4 separate regions of the Oryctolagus cuniculus genome follow, and regions 1, 3 and 4 are each linked to region 2. A link is a contact called in public Micro-C data. All regions are on one chromosome and are shown on one strand. The core of a region is the stretch at or near the end of the contact, and the rest is flanking DNA. Distances in the headings are between cores, read along the strand shown. Region 1 overlaps RAD51B (RAD51 paralog B). Region 2 has its middle 23 kb from the start of ZFP36L1. Region 3 overlaps RAD51B (RAD51 paralog B). Region 4 overlaps RAD51B (RAD51 paralog B).

Evidence for each region. A called contact is a pair of places that touch in the nucleus more often than the background predicts.
Region 1: a Micro-C map of ear pinna shows a contact between it and region 2, with 4 times the contacts expected there. The contact joins two enhancer-like sites. A contact is called at or near these places in 4 of 6 Hi-C or Micro-C datasets (ear pinna, embryonic fibroblasts, skin fibroblasts and 1 more).
Region 3: a contact with region 2 is called in a Micro-C map of ear pinna, with 11 times the contacts expected there. The contact joins two enhancer-like sites. A contact is called at or near these places in 5 of 6 Hi-C or Micro-C datasets (ear pinna, embryonic fibroblasts, psoas muscle and 2 more).
Region 4: a contact with region 2 is called in a Micro-C map of ear pinna, with 4 times the contacts expected there. The contact joins two enhancer-like sites. A contact is called at or near these places in 2 of 6 Hi-C or Micro-C datasets (ear pinna and skin fibroblasts).

What each region holds. Positions count from the first base shown.
Region 1 is chr20:13,821,105-13,824,749 of mOryCun1.1, reverse strand. The region is part of intron 7 of RAD51B (RAD51 paralog B); the gene reads right to left. Among named protein-coding and RNA genes, the nearest start is that of RAD51B, 110 kb to the right of the region's middle. Within about 2 kb of position 1,294, at least 1 of the 8 cell types and tissues checked has an H3K27ac peak or open chromatin away from gene starts, as enhancers often do. A contact at or near this core is called in ear pinna, where this site is marked.
Region 2 is chr20:14,712,036-14,715,846 of mOryCun1.1, reverse strand. No RefSeq gene overlaps it. Among named protein-coding and RNA genes, the nearest start is that of ZFP36L1, 23 kb to the right of the region's middle. Within about 2 kb of position 2,321, at least 4 of the 8 cell types and tissues checked have an H3K27ac peak or open chromatin away from gene starts, as enhancers often do. A contact at or near this core is called in ear pinna, where this site is marked.
Region 3 is chr20:14,112,465-14,116,037 of mOryCun1.1, reverse strand. All of the region lies in intron 7 of RAD51B (RAD51 paralog B), which reads right to left. Among named protein-coding and RNA genes, the nearest start is that of RAD51B, 400 kb to the right of the region's middle. Within about 2 kb of position 1,902, at least 4 of the 8 cell types and tissues checked have an H3K27ac peak or open chromatin away from gene starts, as enhancers often do. A contact at or near this core is called in ear pinna, where this site is marked.
Region 4 is chr20:14,010,553-14,014,111 of mOryCun1.1, reverse strand. The region is part of intron 7 of RAD51B (RAD51 paralog B); the gene reads right to left. Among named protein-coding and RNA genes, the nearest start is that of RAD51B, 300 kb to the right of the region's middle. Within about 2 kb of position 1,496, at least 4 of the 8 cell types and tissues checked have an H3K27ac peak or open chromatin away from gene starts, as enhancers often do. A contact at or near this core is called in ear pinna, where this site is marked.

The sequences.
Region 1 (3,645 bases), core at 45-2,544, 890 kb after region 2:
CATTGTTTTTAAATGTTGATTTATGATTTAACTGTCAGTGTTGCAGGGAGAAGGGAGGACTGCCTCTCCTTTGGCTACAATGAGTACATCTGATTAAATGTTTTAATGCAGGAATATAGCTAGGTATCATTCTTTCTGTAGTGAAAAGTCTCCCTGGTCTATCCAACAATGAAAATCATCTGTGTATCTTTTTTGTCCCACTCCCAAACCGGTAGATTGCAAAAAAAAACTCTGTCAATTTATCTCTCAATTATAAAAGTCCATGTAGGCGGCCGGCACCGTGGCTCAATAGGCTAATCCTCCGCCTTGCAGCGCCGGCACACCGGGTTCTAGTCCCGGTCGGGGCACCGGATTCTGTCCCAGTTGCCCCTCTTTCAGGCCAGCTCTCTGCTGTGGCCAGGGAGTGCAGTGGAGGATGGCCCAAGTCCTTGGGCCCTGTACCCCATGGGAGACCAAGAGAAGCACTTGGCTCCTGGCTTCAGATCAGCACGGTGCGCCGGCCACTGGAGGGTGACCCAACGGAAAAGGAAGACCTTTCTCTCTGTCTCTCACTGTCCACTCTGCCTGTCAAAAAAAAAAAAAAAAAAAGTCCATGTAGGCGGGGCCCAGGCAACTTTAAGTCACTATAGTTTGCCTGGTGCTTGGCAAGCCTGGAACATGGTAGGTGCTCAAAAAAATATAATTTTAATACATTGATGAAACTCTTGCAGCAACTACCAGTCAAGTACATAAATACTACTAAGTACATAAGGCTGGAAAGTTACTAAATATCCGATAGCTTATTTACTGATAAAATGAATGCAATTTTTGTAGAGTTCTTAGCAAGAGTAAACAAGACCAAGTGCATGAAGCAAGGTACAGTAGTATCAGAAATACTCCAAGAAGACAGACCCTGTGGAACAGCAAATTAATCTGCTCTTGGGATATCCACATCCCATATTGGAGTATGGGTTTGAGTTCCAACTACACTTCCAATGCAGCTTCCCGCTAATGTGCACCCTGGAAGGCAGCAGATGATGGCTCAAGTATATGAGTTTCTGCTACTCACAAGGGAAACTCAGATGGAGTTCCTGGCTCCTGGTTTCCAGTCTGGCCCCACCGTGGCTACTTTCAGTCACTTGAGGAATGAACCAGCAGATGGAAGATCTCTCTCTCTCTCTCTCTCTCTCTGTCACTCTACCTTTCAAATAAATAAAAACAAACTTTATAAAAAAAGAAAATACTATTAAAGAAGACTTCAAAAAGTTTATGAAATTGGATATTTTGAAAAAATTAGGGGCCAGTGCTGTGACGTAGCGGGTGGGGTCACCGCCTGCAGTACTGGCATCCAATATGGGCAACAGTTCGAGTCCCAGCTGCTCCACTTTCAATCCAGCTCTCTGCTATGGCCTGGGAAAGCAGTGGAAGATGGCCCAAGTCCTTGGGCCCCTGCACCTGCAAGGGAGACCCAGAAGAAACTCCTGGCTCCTGGCTTTGGATCAGCGTAGCTCTGGCCATTTTGAGCAGTTTGGGAGTGAGCCAGTGGATGGAAGACCTTTCTCTCTCTCTGCCTCTCCTTCTCTTTCTGTGTAACTCTTTCAGATAAATAAAAAAACTTTAAAAAAAATTATGCATGGATTTCAAAATTTTTATACTAAAACTTCATTTTTAATTCCATTTTCCATGAACTTTTTGAAATATCCACATGATATCCTTTAATATTGGCTTGTTAAATTAATATTTTAATACAAACAGATAAGTTTTAAAATACGACAATAGGAATTGATGTGATTCAAATTAACTTTACAACCACATTTTTAGAAACTAACAACAAAAGATTGAAAGAGTAGAAATATTAAAATTACAAACACAAAGAGGGGAAAAAACACTCAGAAATAAGGCAATGTTTTCAAAGAAAATAACTTCCTTATACATTTGTGGCTTAAAACACATCTAATACTTTCCAAGCACAAACCTAGCAAGTAGGATATTTATTTTTGCTGAAATTTTCCTCCAGTTCTGTCAAAAAAGTTCTTATTTCTTAGAGGCACACACTCTAAGATGAAACTGTTTTAATGGTGAGAAAAAAAGACTCATTAAAATGTGCTTTAGTTGTCTTTTTCCAGTTAGTACTGGTTTCTATAAAAACTAAGTCTAAGGCGCCATCTAGTGTGTCTGTTGTTCCTATCGCTTGTTGGTTTTAACCCGGAGTGCGGCAGAAATAAGAAATGTAGCAAATTTTAAATCTCTCACTTTAAAGTCCTATTTCAACAAAATGAAGAAAGTGTTCATTTTTTCCCATTAGACATGTTTAAATTTTTATTTATTTATTTTTTAAGAGGCAGAGTTTCCATTCCACTAGTTCACTCCCCTCAATGCCCACAATGGCTGGGGCCAGGTTTGTTAGAAGTTGGGAGCTGAGAACTCAACCCAGATTGCCAACATGACCAGCAATAACCCAACTACGTATGTCATTACCTGTTGCTTCCTAGAGTCCTCATTACCTGGAAGCTGGAATTGGGAGCTGGAGATGGACCCTGAACCCAGGCACTCTGATATGAGATGCAGACGTCTTACCCGCTAGGCCAAATGCCCATTCATCATTATATGTTTTTACACAATATAGTTGGTTGTAAATACCTATACACACACATACTCACACAAACAAATTATATATATTCACTCCATGTGTATCTAAGCAGCCATTTGCCTGTTTTCTTCTCCCTTTCTTCTAAAATAGGCCTGAATTCATCATAAAGTAGCACCATAGGGAACAAAATGTCTACCTCTATCATTAGAGGGGCATTAATAATAATAGTAAACTTTTATTGGAGCCTTTTACTGATTGCCACCAAACTTTTATTGATTGCCAAATGGTGTTCCAAGTGGTTTTCTCTTTTCAATGTTTATTTATTTATTTCCATCTACTTGAAAAGAAAAGAGACAGAGACAGAGAGATCTTCCATCTGTTGATTCACTCCCCAAATGCCTGCAAGAGCTAAGGCTGGACCAGGCCAGAGCCAGGGAGGGGCCAAAACTCAATTCTGGTCTCCTTTGTGAGTGGCAGCTTCCCAAGCAGTTGAGCTCTCATCTGCTCCCTTCCAAGATGCCTTAGCAGAAAGCTGGATCAGAGTGCAGTAGCTGGGACTTAAACTGGCCTTCTGATACAGGATTCAGGCGTCCCAAGTAGAAGCTTAACCTTCTGCAGCACTAAGATGTCGTCGAGTGCTTTTCCATTCAATGTCTCACTTAATCTTCACAAAAACTTCTGAGGAAGGTGCTTTGGTATCATCTCCACTTTACAGATAAGAGGGATTATTAAGTTCTTTGTGCAGGTCAACACAGCCAGTTAGCAACCAAACATTCTGGCTCTAGAAACCATTTCTTAACCATGACACCAAGCTTCCTTACTATCATTAGGTTCAAAATCATTAATCACATGTCTGCCATCAGAGCTGCATAAGACAATCCCAACAGCATACTTTATTTCAATATATGCTAACATTATTCTATCTTTTAGGCTTTTTGTTGCATCTGTTTTCAGAAAGTATTGGTTTATGCAGACAAAAACTTATTAAAAAATACCTGGGCTCTCTTCTGGAGATTCTGATTCTCTGTGTCTGAACTGGAATCCAGAGTCTGTTTTTAAACAAGTGCTGCCCTGCC
Region 2 (3,811 bases), core at 1,072-3,571:
AGGGCTGCTGGCAGCCACTCAGCAGCCCGGCCCACCCTGGGAGCCGCCCCTGGGTGGGACAGCTGGGTGGGGTGGGTGCAGAGCCCACCGGTGTGCCCTCCAGGGTACCTGGAGCAGCAGGGCGAGCCCAGGATAGGCTCACTGCTTTGGGGCGAGATTCACGCGTCACTGTAGTCAGTCACCCAGCACAGAGCACACACCGGGTGCTTGAACACACTCACTGCAGCAATGGCGGGGCCCCGGCCCCCCCCCACCCGGGGAGGGAGGAGACGAAACGGGAACCCATCTCCTGGAAGATCCTCAGCGCACCTGCTGCCTCTCTCTCCTGGCCTGGGCTGCGCTGGCTGAGACAGTGAGAACTCCATGGGCCCAGGGTTCTTGGTGGGGCCACAGAAGGTGGGGCCCCCACGTGGGGTGCTGAGGGCAGGGCTGAGAGCCTAGCACCCAGGTTCCCGTCTCCCTGCAGGCCTTGCCCCTGTGAGCAGACAGGACTCTGAGGACCAGCTGTGTGGCTCTCAGAGGCCCTGGCCTTGGCCCACCCCCTCGGCTCCTCCCCTCCGCCCTCTGCATCTACATCCAATACCTGCCTCTTCCTTCGGCTCTGCCCGCCACCTCCCACCCCCCTTCCTGGGGTCCTCCGCCTTGCTCCTCAGGCCTCAGCTTTAGCAGCCTTCCCGCCAGCCTCCCCAAGGCCAAGGTTGACCACAGGTGCTCCTCCACTTCTGGAAGCTTGCACCCCGATAAACGTGTAGTAAGCTGAGAATATTCTAGGGGGAGAGTCCTCGCTCACGGACGTCCTTGCTACGCGACACAGGACACCGTGGAACGTACCCCCCTCCCCCCTCCTGTGCCTCTTGCAGCACCGACAGTGGCATCCACCACGGGGAAAGAGCCGAGCTCCGAATCGGAAGTATGGTTTCTACTCTGTGCAGATGGCTTTGGAACCACCCTCAGTGAATCATCCTAAATCGAGCCATCGTAGATCAGGGCCCAACTGTCACACCTCATTTCTTTATCTCTTTATTTTTTTTTTCCCCTATATAGGAAACTGAACACCTTTTCCAGTGGAATCCTCTGAGAGTATCTGTCTTAAATACTTATTTGAAAGATTTATTTATTTACACATACACACTCTTCCACCTGCTGGTTCACTCCTGAAATGGCCACGAGGCCAGGCTGCGACCAGATGGATCTGGGTCTCCCACGCGGGTGCAGGGGCCCAAGCACTTGCGCCATCCTGCACTGCCTTCCCAGGTGCATTAGGGAGCTGGATAGGAAGTGGAGCAGCCCACACTCCAAACTCCAAATTCCATATTCAAATTCCATGCCAGGATCCTAAGTGGCGCTTAACCCGCAGAGCCACAAGGCCTGCCGAGGGTATCTGCTTAAAGAAATCTGGCCCTGGTCACTCCTTGTCGCCCCTGTCCGAAGTGCTGCGGGGAGGCCCTCTGCGGGGCAGCCCACGGCCCCAGCTCATTGTCCTGTTAGAAAAGCCAGTCCTCTGACTTCGGGCGTGAGACCCAGCAAACCGGGTTTGCCCAAAGTATCCGGGAGCTTCCGTCGCACACTCAAGGTTGGGAACCACGAAAGGAAGCCAGGCTCCGGGCAGGGGTCGCACAGCACAGCCCCCGCGCAGCCGAGGGCTCTGTGGGGGCACCGGGCAGTCCCCCTGGACCCCCAGCAGGCCCCGCGCGCGCGCCGGTCGGCGGTGTGGCCACTGGAGGGCAGTGTGACCACGTCCACCGCCACCTCGGGAGGCCGCGCGGCTGGAGCGGCGCCCGCGGGGAGCCAGGACGCAGGACGCGGTCCCGTCCCCGCCGCCGCCGCCGCCGCCGCCGCCGCCGCCGCCCCTCCACCCACCCCCAGCCGCAGACCATCCGAGAGGCCGAAGGGACCCGGCCGGAGTGCACCCCGGCTCTCGCGTGTCCGAGGTGGGCCCGGGCCGGCCTGGCCGTCTCCCCTCTCCGAGGCCGAGCCTGGCCTGGAAGGTTCGCGAGGCCCCGGGGCGCGCAGGGGAGGAGAGGCCGGCAGGCCGACGCGGGCCGGCCGCCAGGCGGGGCGGCGGAACCTTGACTGCTTCCCCGGGGGCAAAGGGCGCCCTCCCGCCTGACCCCGCGCTGCAAAACAAGTCGGCCATCTTGGCGGGCCCGGCTTAACCCCGCGCGCGCCGGCGGCTGCAGGGGAGCAGGCCGCTTCAGGGGAGCCGGCCGCTTCAGGGGAGCCGGCCGCTGGGGTTTGCGAGCAGCCGGGCCGTGGCGGGGCGGGGGGAGAGGACTTTCCACAACTTGGGGACCCCAGGGGCTTCCCGGGGTGGGGCTGGGCCGTGGGGATCGCCCCAGTCACCGCCGTTGTTTCTGCCCCTTGTTTGTTGAAGTGAAGGCAGTTGAAGGCGGTGTGGCTTCCGTGAGCGGGGTCGGGGTCCCAGGCGCTGATTCCGAGTGGCCACGAGGCCCTTCGACGGCCTCCGAGAGCCCCCCGCGCCTCCGCGCGCGCTGGCCCCCGGCTGGCCCCGGGCGCACACTGGCCCGTGTGTCCGTCCCTTGGGCTGTTTTTCAGTTCCAGAATAGGTTTTGAATGTTACCAGCTCCTCCAGGAAGCCCCCTTGGCAGCATGTGGCTTCCCTGCTCTGCGGGCCTCTGCACCCCCGAACTGCAGGGAGCAGCGGCTGGGGGTCGCCGCGTCCCCCTCCCCACGCAGGTCACTCAGAAAAGGGACCGGGAAGGGCCTGCCTGTGCCGTGGTCGGGATGCCGGCGGTGCAAGCTTGGGCCCGGGAACGCGCACTGGTGTTTTCTTAGGCCCTGTAATGGAATCCTTTTGTGTGTTTAATTGCTTTATGGTATTTTGAGTGGAAACGTCAGGGCGCTATGAGAACAAAAAGCGGGGATCTCAGCCCCCCACCCCCCCCCCAAGTCCCAGGTGGGGACAGCGACCTGCGTGGGGGGTGGGGGGCTTGGGTGGGTGGGCGGCGGCCCCTGGCGGGGGGGTGCTGGAGGCGCCTGGGCTGGGCTGGAGGCAGAGAGCAGGGCGCCCGGGAGAAGAGGCAGCCCCTCTCTCCTTTTCGGAGGAAGCCAGAAGTCCCCGGCCCAGGGCTCCAGAAAACCCCTTTCATGGCTCACCCACAGATGATTTGCTGAATGCTCATTAAGGGGAAAACAAAGGGGTGGTTTTGTTTATTTATTTAAGAGGAAAAATAAATGAGCTGTGACAAAACAATTTGAAACCAGGCCCCTCCGAGACCTGCGCTTTCACTTCCTTGATGGGAAGTGAAACAGAGACTCGAATCCCCTCCAAATAAAAGCGGAGTTAATAATCAGACAGCCCGAGCCCCGGCCACATCCTGTGTCAGCTCCCTCCCTCCCAGGCCGGCTGTTTATAGCTGGTGATCCCTCCCCCAGGAGCCCCAGCAGGCTTAACCCTTCCCTCCCCGTCCCGGGGAAGCCCAGCCCCCTTCGGAGGCCCCAGGTGGTGTCTCTCCCTGGGCCTGGGCACGTGGGCCTGTCCCCCTCAGCTTGATGTGGGGCATGTCCTCTGCTGGTCCCCTTTGCCCCCCCCCCCGGGGGGGGGGGAAGAACTCCCATCCCAGATGGGAGGCAGCCTCCAAAGCCTGGTGGTCCATGGGTTGAATCCTGATGGAGAAAGGCCCTGGGGTCCGCCCTGGGCCAGCCGGTGCAGATCTGCAGGTTACTTCCTGTGAAAACTTGCCCCTTCTTTAGCTCCTGTCCCAAATGATGGCTCTTTGATTTCTTGCAGAACCCCTGGGGGTGGAGGAGGGCCCCTTGGCTACCTTATCCCTGGCTTTCTGCTGTTCTC
Region 3 (3,573 bases), core at 653-3,152, 600 kb after region 2:
AGCTCTATACTCCGGGCACTACAGTGAGAAAACTAAGCTTCTTGACTCTGAAACAAATATAGAAACAAGCCGTGACTCATTTTTACCATCGTTCTATTCCAGACACTTAAAAGCATGGCCTGCATGGCGAAGATCCGCAGAAAAAATGCACTCACACATTTGCTACGGCCCTCGGAGCAGAAGATATCAATTAACTGGAGGGGTGTGAAAATACAGACAGGACAAATGGGGGGTAGGGTGGGGAGAGAGGAAGGTGGGGTGACAAACAAGAGCCAAACTGTCATAAATACATAATTCAGAATGGATGCTAAACACAAAAGTGGGAGCAGAGCCAGGCTACAGCTCAGAGACTGAATCTAGGGTTATTTTGTGCAACACATTTATTCAGTAAGTGCCAAAGGAGCTATTAGAGGAAACAATAAAGAGGCCCCCTCCCCCTGGAAATTTGAGCTCTGCTTTGGAATTTTTATGACATTTCTTTCTTAACAAACAAGAAAGTCTCCCCACCCTCTCCCAGCTTCAAAGCATCACCATGGTGGTGATCTGCGATTCATGGCCTTGGTCTGATTTATGTACTCGTACGTTTAGGGTATTGTCAAAAGTCATGGAGTTTGTTCTTAATGAAAGAACTGCAGCTCCATCAGGCAAACAAATAAACAAATCCCCCACATCCCTACCCTACAGGATGATGCCAATTATGTGATTCACCCGTGGTCACTTCCACAGCACCTTTTCACGTAACTGTGCTGTGTGTGCAGATGTAGGGTACTACCTATCACCCCAGCTAAAAACTAAAAAAAAAAGCCCTGAGCACACCAGTTGGAAAGTGGTGTAGCGTGTGACGGGAGCACGCGTGGAACAGCTGAGGCCGGTTGGTTTGGGTTTGTTTCATGCAACAAGCAGGTCCCTGAGAATTCAAGATTTAATTTTTTTTTACATTTTTGTAGATGGATCAATTACTGTTCGCATCAGGGACTCACTATTTAATGAAACTTGATTGTGATTCCAGTTGTAAAGAATGCTTTTGTAATTAAAATAATATCTTTCTGTTGGATCCATTTTACATATTTAGCCTTGGTTTAAAGGCGATCCTTAATGTGGGGTGTACTAGAGTATTATTACAAGTTGGTATGCACAAGGGTACTTGAAACAGTTTGTGGAAATTGCAATGAAGAGTTTATTCTGGTGCAAAAAGTTTTGAAAATCCAGGCATCCTTTTTTTTCCTAATAAGCATTTTCCAAGAACTTTTTGAGCAACGGCCCCCACTCCCTCCCTGCGTGTAGAAGTAGTTCTGCAACCCAAGTTCACTCTCTTCACAACACGAAAGGACAAAACCTGTGCTGCAGCTTTATTTAGCTGTTTGTCCCGTGGCATGGGAGGCAGCCAGGGTCGCAGACACCAGCGAATCATTAGGAAGAAACTGGAGGCAATGCGGCCCCACCAACCACGCAGCCACACTCCCAACTCCTAAAGAACTGAATCAAGAAGAGGCTGTCCTTGAAAAACAAAATCCTGTCCTGCATATCTTAGTAGTGAGCCAAAGGCGGCATTTGGAGCTGAACCCCCAGAGCCTTGCGGTGCCACACAGGGCTCTGGGGCTTCTCCCCCAGAACCTCTGAAACTCGCTGGCACACGAAGGCAAGAGTGCCCGTGCCACGGGGTGCCTTCATCCCAACCTGCTGTTTCAGAGATGCTGCCTCTAGGCCATGTCTGCCCTCTGCTACCAGAATGCAATGGGGCAGAAGAAACAGAGCGCAGGGGAGCTGGGAGGGGGTGGGGGGAAAGGAAACCTTAAAGACAGGATCTTGGAAGCATATGTTTTAGAATCACTGCAGCCAGTTCCCTGTCAAGAAAATATTGGCCAGGTCGGTTGCTGCAATCTCATGCAGCCACAGATGGTTTATGCCTCACTGTTCTGGTCCCTGCTCCCCACCGACTGGCAAGAAACAAAGGACACGGTGCTTTGCGGTGTAGTTATTCTGCCACCTAGTGTTGGAGGTGAAAACACGTAACAGCTTTTAAAAACACATGCTGTGTGAGGGGAGCAAAACGAGAATCAGGACCTTTGCTAAATTGCATTTTTGTCTAAAACTTCAGAGTTCTGTTTACGCTGGCAGCTTGCAGAGGGCGGGGGGCGCATTGCCAACAGGTCCCTCTCGTTGCAACGGGGCCTCCAGAGAGCACTGAGCCTGCAGGTCAGGACGTGGACCAGAGAAGCAGCAGAACCTCAGAAAAGCCTTTCTGAACCACCTTCAAGAGGCCCGTGCCTTCCATGTGTACAGTGAGCAGCACGCACACAGTAAGGCAAACTAGAAAGTGAGACTAGCTGGAACTGGGCAAAGTGTAGCCACTGCGGAGAGGAGAGAGGCAAAAGTCAACAGGGACCGGTTTTTAAAGCATCATCACTTATGTGACAAAAGCACTGTGAGGCAGTGAAGGAGCGGTGGGCCCGTTTGCGCCCCACTCAGCAGCTCCCTGGCCGTGCTGGCAGCCACTGCAGGATCTCTGAGCTGCTCTCTGGGGCCCTGGGGCTTCGATCCTGTTTTCCGGGCATCTGCTGCGGTGCTCTTCCTACTTCCACAGAACTGTTCTGTGTGAGGGACCTTCCAAAAGTTCACGGCAAGGGGGATTTAAAGTTAAGTTTATTTTAGTACAAAACTTATCTAAACCCATGCTTTGAGCAGCCTTCAGAAAGCTCATGGATAATAGGTGTTAGGAAAGGCAGGCATTTCAACATTTTTCGGTACTGAAGTGAACTTCTCTTGCTGGGGCTGGTGTTGTGCACAATGGGCTAAGCCGCCGTCTGTGATGCCGGCATCCCATATGAGCTCTGGCTCAAGTCCCGGCTGCTCTACTTCCAAGCCAGCTCCCTGCTAATGCATCTGGGAAAGCAGTGGAGGGGGGGCTACTGCCACCAACAGGGGAACCCAGATAAAGTTCCTGGCCTCCTCCAAGCCCTGCCCTGCCCATTGGGTCCATTTGGAGAGTGAATCAGCAGACAGAAGCTCTCTCCCCTCACCTCTGTCTCTTTGTCTCCCCTGTAATTCTGCCTTTCCAGGCCAGCTCTCTGCTGTGGCCCGGGAGTGCAGTGGGGGATGGCCCAAGTGCTTGGGCCCTGCACCCCATGGGAGACCAGGAGAAGTACCTGGCTCCTGCCATCGGATCAGCGTGGTGCGCCAGCCGCAGCGTGCCGGCCGTGCCGGCCATTGGATGGTGAACCAACGGCAAAAGGAAGACCTTTCTCTCTGTCTCTCTCTCTCACTGGCCACTCTGCCTGTCAAAAAAAAATAAAATAAAATAAAATAAAATAAAATAAAATAAAATAAAATGAACTTATCTTATAATTCTATTTTCATGAACTTTTTGAAGTATCTTTACATATGTATTACCTGACAAGGCATTTTTCATATTACAAAGCACTCCATGACACCAGAAAACCTATTTCCCCCCATATGTTATTCCCTCCTTTGATTTATGCTTGTCACTTACATGTGTGTAACCCTTTGTAGAAAGGGCTTCTATATTGAATTCATCCTTGAGTGCTAGTATTCATTCTCAAATATCAGGTATTA
Region 4 (3,559 bases), core at 247-2,746, 700 kb after region 2:
TGTTAGGGACTGGGGAAGCTACACAGACCAAAATGAAAGACAAGTGGCTTCACAGTACCATAGTCCCAAGGTGAATAAAAACACTTCAATAATAATATTGAATCCTATCACCAAAGAATGTTATCAAATAGACTCACTGTTTGAATTGAACTCCATGTAACATTTTAGTTAATTTAAATAAAATACAAAATACAGACATGAGAAAATATGAGACAAACCCCAATACAGACATGCCTTGGGTTTGTTTGTTTGTTGTTTTTTTTTCTCAACAAGGTTCGGAAGACTACGTTGAGCTCCTCTGACATAAACAGGGGTGTGGGTTGGCACTGTCAGGTACGGGCAGGATAGTCCACAGAGTTTCCAGAAAGAGTGGCAGAGAAGAACAGGCCATTGTACCTAAGAAAGCTCTGTTCACCAACAAAGACAGTGCTCTGCTACAAAAGGCAATGGCTGTGTAGGGCTTTTGTTTTGTTTTGCTTGCAGTATTCGGGCCAGCAAAGTCAGTCTGCGCATAGTGGAAGGATTTAAAACCTTCCTAACACATGGTTTCTCCTTATAGTCAGCCAAGATTCTTCAGCCCGATTTCCCGATTTTTTTTCCCCTTGGTTTTCAAAATGATGAGAACCAAGTGCTTTTTTGCTCAGCTGCCATCAGTAAAAAGCAACCAGAGCGGGATGCGGACAAGCTCTGTGGGAAAACACCACAGGCCAGGGGTGAAAAGACACCAAACCCAGCTCTCCACCAGACCACAGATGACCAGAGCTCTCTGGGTCTTGGGAGACCTATATTTGGGTTGCACCGTCAGAGCTGAGACAGGGTCAAATTTCTAGGCTGTGAGAGAGTACAGAGGCTCTGGCTATCCATCTTACACTCGTTCAATAGATAAATGTTTTATGTGGAAAGAAAGGGGGGAGGGGAGAAGATGATGATGATGAATAGCCTGGTCACATAACCCAAGACAAACCAAATCTTTCACAGGATGTTCACAGGCAAAACGGCTGGGGAATGTAAAGGGGAAAAGAACTCCCCCAAGAGGAAGGGAGGAGAGAAAAAATCAAAGCCATCGGCTCTACCATGTGCCAAGGAAAGAGAGTGAGAACACTGTTCAGATGGCCCATAAGCCAGGTAAGAGTGACCGCTGGTCCTGACAAAGTCCCACACCCCGGCAACCACCGCCACCAACGCCTCCACCCCCAGACTCCTCTGAAGCCTGCAGCTGCTTTTCAAAGCCCCCAGAAAGCAACTGGCAGAATCGAGAGACAGCTGGAAGGAAGGGGATTAGGCAAGGACTTGGCATAAATAGAAGTGTAGCCAAAAGGCACAAATACGAAGGGAGAGAGACACTTTTCCTGTGTGGTTTGCGTGTGTGGTATGGGGAGGGGAGCTCACAATTAAGAGCTGGCCCCAGTTCTGGTCTTGATGGCCCGAAGGAGTTGGCAGGCACAGCCCTTCCCAGGGCAGGCGGGCCAGGAAATGAAGCGCTCAGCGCCTGCTGAAATGTTTTGCTCACTGTCACCCTTTTCATGTTCGGTCCCTGGCCCACTTGTATTTTCCTCTTCTTTGGGGATTAGCACATATGTGTGGGCAAAATCCATTGTGGTTATTTGGGACTGGGCTGGGCATCCTCCGCTCCCACACCCTGTTTGTCAGCTAGGGACCTTGAATATATGAAATCCTGACAGAGTGCAAAACGAGCTGTAGATTGAGACGAGCTGTAAGGGACCCCAGGGGTCATCTCACGCAGCCTCATTTTACAGATGGGAAAAGTAAAGGAGGCAAGAAAAATCAGGCAGTCGCTGAAGCTGCAGTAGCTCTGCCCTCCCACCCAGCGAGGGACCTGTCCACAAAAACCAGTGTCCTGTAGCTGTACCCCGGAAAACATAATAAGCCTCCCCAAATCGAGTTTTTAATGGGGACTTGATAAGAATTGTGACCTCTTTCTCTCTGTCTGCTTTCTGATAAAAAATTTACATATAAGGTCAGTAATTATCTAAATCAATCAGTCACCAAGCAGAAAAAAGAAAGAAACGAGCTAAGAGACTTATATGACTAAGAACACTCTGATATCAAGGGAAAGCACAAACTCAGAAAAGGCAGCCTTCCAAGAGCTTCAAGGATCCTAACTCTGAAGAGGAGTTTATAGTGTAGACGGGTAGGGGAATATACACTGGTTTATCTGCAAGGCCATAAAGCAATTATCTTCTTTTCTCAAACTGTGGCTTCTTTTACTCCAAAACACCTTTGGTTCAGTACTATGGAAACCATATTTTATGACATTAAAAAAACAACACTAGCTAAATTACCTAACTTTTCCATCCTTATGTACATTTCAACCTAACATATATTCTTTAACATCTTTACCAAACGCTACAGTAGTTCCCCCTTTAACTGCAGTTTTGCTTTCCACTTATATGGTTACTATTGCTCAACCACAGTCCAAAAATGTTACGTGGAAAATTCCAGAAATAAACAATACATAAATTTTAAATAACTTTTATTACAGTATATTATTATAACTGTTCTACTTTTTTACTATATATTGTTATTAATCTCTTACTATGTCTACTTTATAAATTAAACTTTATCATAGGTATGGCTGCACAGGAACACACACACACACACACACACACTCGAGGGTTTCAGTACCAGGGTCATCTGCAGTATCAGGCATCAATGGAACATCTTGGAACATACGCTCTGAGATAAGCGGGGACCTCTAATTCTGGTACAAGGAGATTAAAGACTCTGTCTCTGAAATAAAGGTACCCAACATCAACCGGGAGAAACCGCAACGTGCATAGAGCAACCTAGGGCAGTCAGCGCAGTGACGAAGGCACTGGCCAAGCCCATGGGAAAGCAAACCGAAGATGAACCGGAGAGGAAGGACAAAAATCACTCGCTATGTTTTCTTTTGATTTTTTTTTCCATAAAACTTTCCAAAGAAAATGACATCATTATTGTTATGTCGAAATAAGATTAACAAAGAGTACTGGAACTCAGTAACTATTAAAAGATAAAGGTTTGAAACAAAGCAAATAATAATGCTGATGTAACGCCCAGACCAGAGAACACATTCCAGAGTCACCCCAGGAGCCTCATCTACTCGTATTCATGCAGGCACCAAGCATGGACAAGACGTTTCTCCAGGTACCACAGCAGACACAGTCATGAAAAAGCTGGTCTCTCGTATTAGGGGGTTGATCATCTCGATTCACCAACATATTCCCTCCCAGGGAGACAGAAAGAACTCGAGGAGCAGTATTCAAACCTTGTGGCTTGGGACCCCTTTTTGCTCTCAAAAATTATATAGGCTCTGCAGAGCTCTTATTTATGAAAGTTATGTTTACTATATTAGATGTGAAAACCAATGGATTTTTAAAGCATTTAATTCATTTAAAAAAAACGCTAATAAACCTAGAACATCTTATCATAAATAACATTTTTATTTAAAAAGAACTGTATTTTCTAAAACAATAAACATTAGTGAGAAAAACCATTGTTTTATATTCTTGGAAATCTCCTTAATATCTGCTTTCATAAATACTGATAGCCGGATTCT